Regions from separate parts of the Canis lupus genome. Here region 2 is linked to region 1. The links are chromatin contacts, called in public Hi-C maps. All regions are on one chromosome and are shown on one strand. Each heading gives the region's core, a stretch centred on a gene start, on an enhancer-like site or on the middle of the called end of the contact. The rest is flanking DNA. Distances are from core to core; before and after follow the strand shown.

Region 1 (4,628 bases), core at 487-2,986:
TGAGTTTGGACAAGCTGTGTGACCTCTTAGGGTCTCAGTTTCCTGATCTGTAAAATGGGAAGAGGGGCGCCTGGCTGGCTCAGTTGGAAGAGCATGTGACTTTTGATCTCGGGGTTGTGAGTTCAAGCCCCACATTGCGTGCAGACATTCCTTAAAAAATAACAACTTAAAAAAAAAGGGGAGATTAACAGCCCCTTCCTTAGAGAGTGGTTTGAAAGTTAAAGCAGGATGTCCTATGGTAAGACACTTAGTACTGTGCCTGACACATAGTAAGCCTCAGCAAGGCTTGGGGTGCACTAAAAGAAGAAGCTAGGCACCCACCCTGGGGGAGTGGTAAATTGGAGGGAATAATCTTTAAAAAAAAAAAGATTTTAGGGATTTATGAGTGGTGCTAAGAGGAGCCAAAGCTCACCCTGGCCCTGCCCTCATGCAAGGCTTTGCCTTGGCCTCTATAGCCTCACCCCACTGCTGTGAGGTCCCCAGCCCAGGCTCCTGAGTTTGCCTGCGTGCATTAAATAGGGTGGTGTTTCCACAGCATCTCAAAGGCTCATGGACATTTAGAGACTGACTTCCAGTGCTCTGCTAGATGTTCTGGGGGAATCAGAGACAGATCCACACAGCCTCTACCCTCACTGGGTGTCCCTAGGGAGGTAACCCATCACCATGGAAAAGGAATGGTCAGCCAGTGCAGGGCCTCAGTAGCGGTTCTTAGAAACAGTGCTTCTTCGGGGCGCCCATGTGGCTCAGTCAGTTGAGCATATCAGATCATGACCTCATGGGATCCAGCCCCACATCAGGCTCCCTGCTTGGCGGGGAGTCTGCTTCTCCCTCTGCCCCTCCCATTGCTTGTGCTCTCTCTCTAAAATAAATAAATAAATAAATAAAAATAAAATAAAATAAAATAAAATAAAATAAGGGATGCCTGCATGGCTCAGCAGTTTAGCGTCTGCCTTCGGCCCAGGGCGTGATCCTGGGGTCCTGGGATCAAGTCCTACACCGGGCTCCCTGCGTGGAGCCTGCTTCTCCCTCTGCTTGTGTCTCTGCCTTTCTCTCTCTCTGAGTCTCTCATGAATCAATAAATAAAATACTTTAAAAAGTAAAATAAAAAAGAAACAGTGCTCTTCCTACATAGGGAGACTAAATGATAGCTGCTGTTTGGGGTGAGTCTCCAGACCAGAACCAGACCAGGGTTGTCCAATCTAATATAGATTGAGGAGTGGGCCAGATTTGCAGAGGCAGAGGGGAGGAGGGACAGACAGGGACTCATGGGACCTGTGTGAAGCCTGTTACGCACATTATGTCATTCAAGCGTAAACAGACCTGTGGGTACCGGTGCTAGAATTACCTCCATTTCACAGATGTGGAAAGTGAGACTCAGACCCCAAGAGCTCGTTCAGGCCTCCCAGCTATAAAAGTGATGACGGCCCTCTGCCTTCAGTTCATCCTCTTCTATGCCACGTATGTGCTATGCCAGGTGCTGCGCAGCTCCTACCTTTAGCGAGTGACAGCTTTTCCCTCATTCTTCTCCAAATACAGGGACCAGAGCATACAGGCATGTTGTGACAGGGAGCCTTGAACGCCTGGCTGAGGGTGAGGACCTGATCTCTCTCTCCCCTTCCTCGGGACCATGGAAGGAAGTGTTGCTCGACTCCAGCTCAGTGAGGAGGCTGACAGGATTGCCTCACTTCCAGATGACAGGCCCCAGCCTTCGTGGGCTGAACCCACTTCCTGTCCTTGTGCCTCTTTTGTCATACGGTGATTTCTCATGCTTCCTGTTGACTTCTGCTTGGTTTTCAGCTGGTTCAGCGCTAGGAACCGTGTACTGCTGGTGGTCTGATTGGTGAGGCACGGGACACAGGACCAGGTACCGTGGGGTGGTGGGGAGCAGGGGACCGGGGGGGCTCTGACTGGAGGAGGTCTGGGCCAGGTGGGGGTCAGCCTGAGACACTCCAACATGGGGGACTCCTGGTGGCCTGCGGACCTTCTCTCCATCCATGTAGTAGGAGAGACTGTCAAAGGCTGAGGTCAGCTTGTCAAGCTGGTTATGCCTCTGTGGGAGTGACACCAGCCACTTGTTTTGGTGGCTTCCCAGCGCTGCGTTGTCTTTTCACATCCCCCTAAGATCCCATTGCCTTGTTGTTTCTTTTTGCTTCCTGGGCTGCCTCGATGGTATTTTCTAGGCTTGCAGAGAATTTCCTGGGTTCAGACAGGTTTATCTGGGGCTGCCTGAGATATACATAGTCCATGTGATGCTTAACATCACACTGAGCTGACCAAGTTAGAAGATTGCCAGGAGTCCAGGCTCCTTGTTTCACTCATGGCCAAGTTACTCCCCTCTGAACGTGTTTTCTTGTCTACTAAATGTCACAGTGTCTCTGTTTTGTGGGATTTTTGCGATGCTTAAGCAGGACAACGATTATGAAAGTGTTTCATAAACTGTAAGATGATATCCTTAAAGGAGTTGAGGTTACTTTTATTTCATTTTCTAAATGGAACTCAACTTTTTTTTTTTTTCTTGGTGCAATAGTCGATATAAACCCCCACAATACAGAAAAGTGAAAGGTTTTTTGTTTTGTTTTGTTTTTCATGATTTCTGGACTTAAAAATGTATTGTGGTAAAATATACATAACATAAAACATAAAATAACATAACATAAAATGTACCATTTTTAGGTACACAGTTTATCATCAAGGGCATTCACATTGTTGTGCACCCATCATCATCATCCGTCTCCAGAATTCTGATCATCTTGCAAAACTGAAACTGTCCCCACTAAATACCACCTCCTCACTCTCTTTTTCCCCAGCTTCTGGAAACCACCGTTCTGCTTTCTGTTTTTGTGAGTTTGACGACTCTAGGAACCTCATATAAATAGAATCATACAGTATTTGTCCTTTCGTGACTGGCTTATTTCACTTAGCCTAATGCTCTCAAGGTTCACCCTTATCGTAGTATGTGTCACAACTGCCGTTCCTTCTCAGGCTGAGTATGATCCTATTGTATGTATAGACACCATTCAGTTAAGTCATTTGTATGTTCATAGACACTTAGGTTGCTTCCACCTCTGGCTATTGTGAATAATTCTGCTAGGACCATGAGTTCACAAATATCTGTTTGAGTCTCTGCTTTCCATTCTCTTGAGTATATGCCCACAATTGGAATTGCTGGGATCATATGGCAGTTTTATTTTTAATTTTTAATTTTTTGAGGAATTGTGTTACTTCATACATAGTGGCTGCATTGCTTTATAATCCTACCAGTAGCACACAAGGGTTCCAATTTCTCCACATTCTTGCTGACACTTGCCACCTTCTGTGTTTTTGATAGTAGCCATCCTATTGAGTGTGCAGTGGTATCTTACTGCAATTTTGATTTGCATTTCCGTAGTAATCAGTGATGAGTAATCAATGATTGCCTAGCACATCATTCCATATGCTTGTTGGCCATTTTTATACATCTTTGGAGAAATGTCTATTTGAGTCCTTCACACATTTTTCAATTGAGTTGTTTCTTGTTGCTGTTGAGTTGTAGGAGTTCTTTAAATATGCTGGAAGTTGACTAGACTTTTAAAACAAATGTTTCTTATGTCAAATTCTGTCCTTTAAACTTTTTTCATTTGAGATGCCTGGGTGGCTCAGTGGTTGAGCGTCTATCTTCAGCTCAGGGCATGATCCCAGGGTCTGGGGATTGAGTTCCTCATCAGGCTCACCATGGGGTGCCTGCTTCTCCCTCTGTGTATGTCTCTGCCTCTCTCTGTGTCTCTCTCATGAATAAATAAATAAATCTTTAAAAAAGACTTTTTCATTAATATTTGGGTATTGTCTAAGGTTAATTTATAAATATCTACCTTGCCCTTTTTAAAAAATTTTTATTTATTTATGATAGTCACAGAGAGAGAGAGAGAGGCAGAGACATAGGCAGAGGGAGAAGCAGGCTCCATGTACCGGGAGCCCGATATGGGATTCGATCCCGGGTCTCCAGGATCCCGCCCTGGGCCAAAGGCAGGCGCCAAACCGCTGCGCCACCAGGGATCCCTACCTTGCCTTTTTTAAAAAAATATTTTATTTTATTTACTTATTTATTAGAGAGAGAGAATGTGAGAGCTCATGAGCATGAATAGCAGGAGGGAGAGAGGGAAAGGGAGAAGTATTGTTCTCTGAGCTATCTACTTTATTATTATTATTACCTTCATTTTACATTTCATTTTGTCTATGTTTTCCCCCCTGGAGTTGATGGTTGCCTCAATTTTTCATTTTCTTAGTTTTCACATACATATCAATGTTTCCTCTCCAACAGGGCTTTAAAATTTTTCTCAATAGGATCAGAGAGGTCAGACAATCTCTCTGTTTTCATCTTGTTTTCAACTGCCACATATTTTAATTTCAACTCTCATCAAAATCAAAATCAAAAGGTTTTTGTCTTGCTCCTTTTTGTAACACCATGTTCTTGTTTTATGGATGTAGTGATACCTTTATTTCTCAGAAGATATTAAAGTTTTTCTTTTTCCAGTTTACTTCTGCTTCCTCCATTGTATCTACTACTCTTGAATTTCTTTTGTGTGATTTTGTTCTTTTTTCACATTGGAGGCTTTTTCAGTGTTTGGTGGTTCCTTGCTACACGTTCATTT
Region 2 (4,350 bases), core at 1,693-4,192, 52 kb after region 1:
GCAAATGTTTTGTGAGTCCTCTAAATTTTTCTGTAAAGTTGCCCAGATTCGGGATCCCTGGGTGGCGCAGCGGTTTGGTGCCTGCCTTTGGCCCAGGGCGCGATCCTGGGGACCCGGGATTGAATCCCATATCGGGCTCCCAGTGCATGGAGCCTGCTTCTCCCTCTGCCTGTGTCTCTGCCTCTCTCTCTCTCTCTCTCTCTGTGACTATCATAAATAAATAAAAATTAAAAAAAAAAGTTGCCTAGATTCATTTTTTTTTTTTTTCCAAATTCACTTTTTAAAATGGAAGTAATGAAATTGGTTTTCCTGGATTGTCCAAATTGGCCTGAAGACCTGGGGTGAGAAGCTTGGAGATTTCAGCCAGTAGCACAGGGCAGGGGCTCTCTGACCTGCTGGGTGACCAGCTATCACCCTTGAGGATGTTAAAAATACGGGTCCTCCCAGGCTCTGCCCCTGTACCGGCCTAGTGAGGGGCAAATTTGCTACAATCCCAGACCCAGCACTTAGGAGGCACACCTTTATTTGGTGAACCATTAAGGAAAATGTGCCAGTCAGAACCATGGAAACTCTCGTTTATAAACTTTTTATATTTACCGAAAGAGCTTTACTTAGGCTTTAGACAGATTTTCATATCGCACTTCATAATTAAAAAGTAAAATGTAAGAAAAAAAAAAAAAGTAAAATGTAAGAGATATTCCTAAAACTTTGCATTGTGATTTGGTGCTCTGAACGGTTTTGGCCAGGTTGTCTCTGTTTTCCCAAACTGTTCTCTGTGCTGTGGTGAGTGCTTGGGGACACAGCACTTCTGGAAAGCGTATTCTGCTGTCGGCTCCAGAAATTTCCTCCCAAGCTTCTGATAATCAGTCTGCAAGAACTGATGGGCTCTCTTGACCTTACCAGGAGGAGCCCAGCCATGGCAACCATGGCACAGTGGCCCCCCACTGATGGCCATTGTGGGAGGCCTGAGATTTCACATATGTGAGAACACGGGCATCTTAGAACCTATGCGGTGTGGTGCTTGGAGGGACGGAGTGCTGTTTCCATCAGACCTGCTGTGTCATAGTCTGTGCCACATGACATCACTAAATGAGCTCTGGTGACATCCAGGCAGCAGGGGCAGAGCCATTAGGCTCCTTTGGAAAAAAATAGATCTCGCTGGCATTAACTAATCAAACGTGAATTCTAGTTGTAGTAAAGGTGGAAGGACGTGTTCACACTCTTGCATAATTACAGCTACTGTGGTCTTTGGCATCATCGTGTCCATATATCCTTACTGAGTGTTTCATACTCGATTTCCAACAAGGAGATGTGTCCCATGATTTGCCAGGTTCCCAAAGGCCAGCTGGCTGCACCAGGAAATGGGAGTGCCCCGCCTGGTCCTTGCAGCCGGCACAGGGCACAGTACCCCAGCACATTTGGGAAGGCTCCTGGTGTAGACGCTGCCCTCACAGAGTGACGAGGAAGCCTGTGTGGATAGGGGCTCCCCTCGAGTCTCAGCTGTGGGCTCTCTGTCTTGCCTGGAACCCGGGGAGAGAAGTCAGCCTCTCCACTTTCTTAAAGGTTCCATCCTGTGGCCTGTTGCAGCATGGCTTTTGTCAGGTTCCACCCGGACAGGACACGGTGTTTCCTGGAATGTGACAGACGTGAGCGCTTTAATTCCCTGGTCTTGACACGGACCCATGTCCCGGCAACACTGGCTTCAGGAGGCAGGGCCACAGGTCAGATCCAGAGCCATAGGGAGGGCCGGCCGGGAGGTGGCTTGGCTGTCTGGTTCATACTTCATCTAAGGTGGAGTTTCCAGGGATGGGGCAGATTGGTGACGGTAAGGGACTGTGACAGGGCTCTGGTCTGATGTCTGGGCTCCAAAAGTATACCTTCTGGCCAGCCCGGCTAGGAATGGGTGTGTTTTCCTCAGTAAAGCAAATGAAGATGATCCCTGGAACATCTGCTGTGATGTGGTGGGGACAGACAGGGCATTTCGTGTGGGCAGCAGAGTGAACACCCCTGCAGAGCCTCAACGCATCTCCGCTCCATCTCAACAAGCACAGGGCCTGAAGTCTTCCTGACGACGCGGTGCACTGCCGCTGGGTGGCAACCCGCTGGCTTCTCTGAGTCTCCCAACACACTGGGAGCCCAGCTCCCATAAACCCTCTTCCTGGGGCTCTCAGTGCCCAACAAAGGCTTTATGAACTGCCTTTCCCTGGACCACGAAGCAGTGGTTTTTCACGTGAAGTGAGGTTCCTTCTGGTTAGCATCTCTGTAGAAACAGGAACTGGGGCAAGTCCATGCAGATCATGTTTCTCCTGACTAGGCTGGCCCAGGACAGCTAAGCTGGCGGCAGACAATGCTGGCGTTAGCACCCCCAAAACCAGCCAAACAGGGAGGAACTCTTACTTTCTGAGGGAAGCCAGACACACCTGGGTAAGACCCTAGATACAAGGGTGAGGACACGCGAGAGGGCATCCTGCACTTTTGCCTGTGTTTTTCACATCCCCACCATGGCCAAGCAGCATGGCCAAGCAATACCAGCCTGGCCTGAGAACATCATGGAATATTGAAAACAACAAAAATCCGCATTCTCTGTGGGATCGTACGTTGTCCTAGTGTTTCATTCCAGACTATCTGAATTGGCCCACACTGGAGAGGCTGCTCTAGGATCTCCCTGAATCCTCCCCCAAGCATCTTCAGCATGCATCCTGCCCAAGAGCATAGTCTGAAACAAAACACGCTGATCTAGTAATGAGCTGCGCTGGTCCATGACCAGAACCCTCCCGCCGAAGGGTTCATCCTGCAGCCCTAAATGGCTCCCTTGTCCACTAACGGCTGGGTGTCTGGCCCCAGTGGCCCTGTCCTTCCCCCACACATCTGCATGCTGAGGCCACTGCGAGAACAGGACTCGGAGCCAAGACCGCCCAGAGAGCTAGCCTGTGTCTGCCAGATTCTGGGACCACAGCGGCCTCAGCAACCGTGGGCCTGGCCTCTGCATTTTTAAGTCTGTGGGGTGCCCAGCCTCCAATCAGATCACAGAAGAGAAGGTGAGAAGATAGATGCCACATTCACGTGATTATTCTTGTTTATTGAGGTCTGTTTATTTTCAACGGGTGCTTTTTCCTCCAAGTAAACAGAGCAGGCGTAAATATCTATAATGAATAAATTTATTGTCTTACAAAAATCATTGTCTAGAAATATGGGAATACAAGAAAAAAGATATTTGCAGTCAGGTGTCTGGTGGTCAACAGCCAGTACAATTCATAAAGGGGGAAAACCAAAGATTCCAAACCCACATGACAAATTCTTCCTAACAGGTGTTAAAGCTTTTAACCCAAAAGGTTTGTTTTTCAAGCACGTTGCAGAGGATCAAGGATTTATAATTAACACTGATTCATTGTCACTGAATGTTTATAATACCACTTCGACTAGAGAGGTACATGATATGAAGCACAGTTGAATTGTTACAGAGGCAAATAATATATTTAACATTGTCTTAGTACTGTAGTGTCTAAGGCACTTTCTGTAATGTCAGTTTGCTTAACTATCAACCAAAAACAGAATGCTAAATGTTCACTGTAACACTGTCCAGAGGGAAGGAGAAATGAAAAAGGATTCACATCCACTGGCATATCAACATTCAGGCAGATGGCATCTGTTCTGGAGGATCCGTAAACCTCCCGGACAAACTTGGAATAAGTGTGGGACACAAAACCAATATTTTTCCATTTTGGGCTCAAAGCAGTGGCTGAATTTGCAAGGTCAGCATGCGAGCCTGGCTGGAGAGGGAGGGCCCCCTACTGGCCCCGGTGAGTGCCCTGTGGCTGCTTGCTCCTGGGGCGAGAGGGCAGCGTGCTGGCCAAGCCAGAGGGCGTGGGGTTGGCGCGACGGCTGCCACCTGCGGCTTCGTGGCCGCTGTCCCTTCAGTGCACAGGCCAGCCCTGGCCGGGGACGCTTCACAGGAAGAGATGCGGGGACAACCACCAACTTGAGGGTGGGAGGGGCGCGGGGGCCCCAAGTGGATGCTGCAAACCCACCCCTCATCTTGCCAAAGCCCCCTTCACAGTTTGCTCACTGAAATAGTGTTGATCGTCATCGGAGGAAGGACAGGGAGATGCAAGTGTGGGTCAGGTTCCACAATGTGCTAAGAGACTCGACGTGGCTGAGGAGTCGGGGCCACATCAACACAGAACGAAGTTACCTGTCTGTAGACAGAGCGCATGCAGAGAGAGCAGCCACCATGGGGCTGCCCCAAGAACCCAGCCACTGGCCACGAGGATCTGGAGTTGGTCTGCAAAGGGGTTCTCTTAACGTGGATTATAAAATGGTCTCTCAATGAGTATATGGAAAATAGATGCA

What was found. A called contact is a pair of places that touch in the nucleus more often than the background predicts.
Region 2: a contact with region 1 is called in a Hi-C map of skin fibroblasts, with 2.0 times the contacts expected there. The contact joins the enhancer-like site here to the promoter of NDEL1 in region 1. A contact is called at or near these places in 3 of 9 Hi-C or Micro-C datasets (blood and skin fibroblasts).

The regions. Positions count from the first base shown.
Region 1 is chr5:33,391,276-33,395,903 of UU_Cfam_GSD_1.0, forward strand. NDEL1 (nuclear distribution protein nudE-like 1) reads left to right here and starts at 1,737. Exons shown (of 10, transcript XM_038536844.1): 1 at 1,737-1,864.
Region 2 is chr5:33,441,854-33,446,203 of UU_Cfam_GSD_1.0, forward strand. The region is part of intron 8 of NDEL1 (nuclear distribution protein nudE-like 1); the gene reads left to right. It overlaps MYH10 (myosin-10), which reads right to left. Exons shown (of 43, transcript XM_038536839.1): 43 at 3,071-4,350. Among named protein-coding and RNA genes, the nearest start is that of NDEL1, 51 kb to the left of the region's middle. Within about 2 kb of position 2,943, at least 2 of the 20 cell types and tissues checked have an H3K27ac peak or open chromatin away from gene starts, as enhancers often do.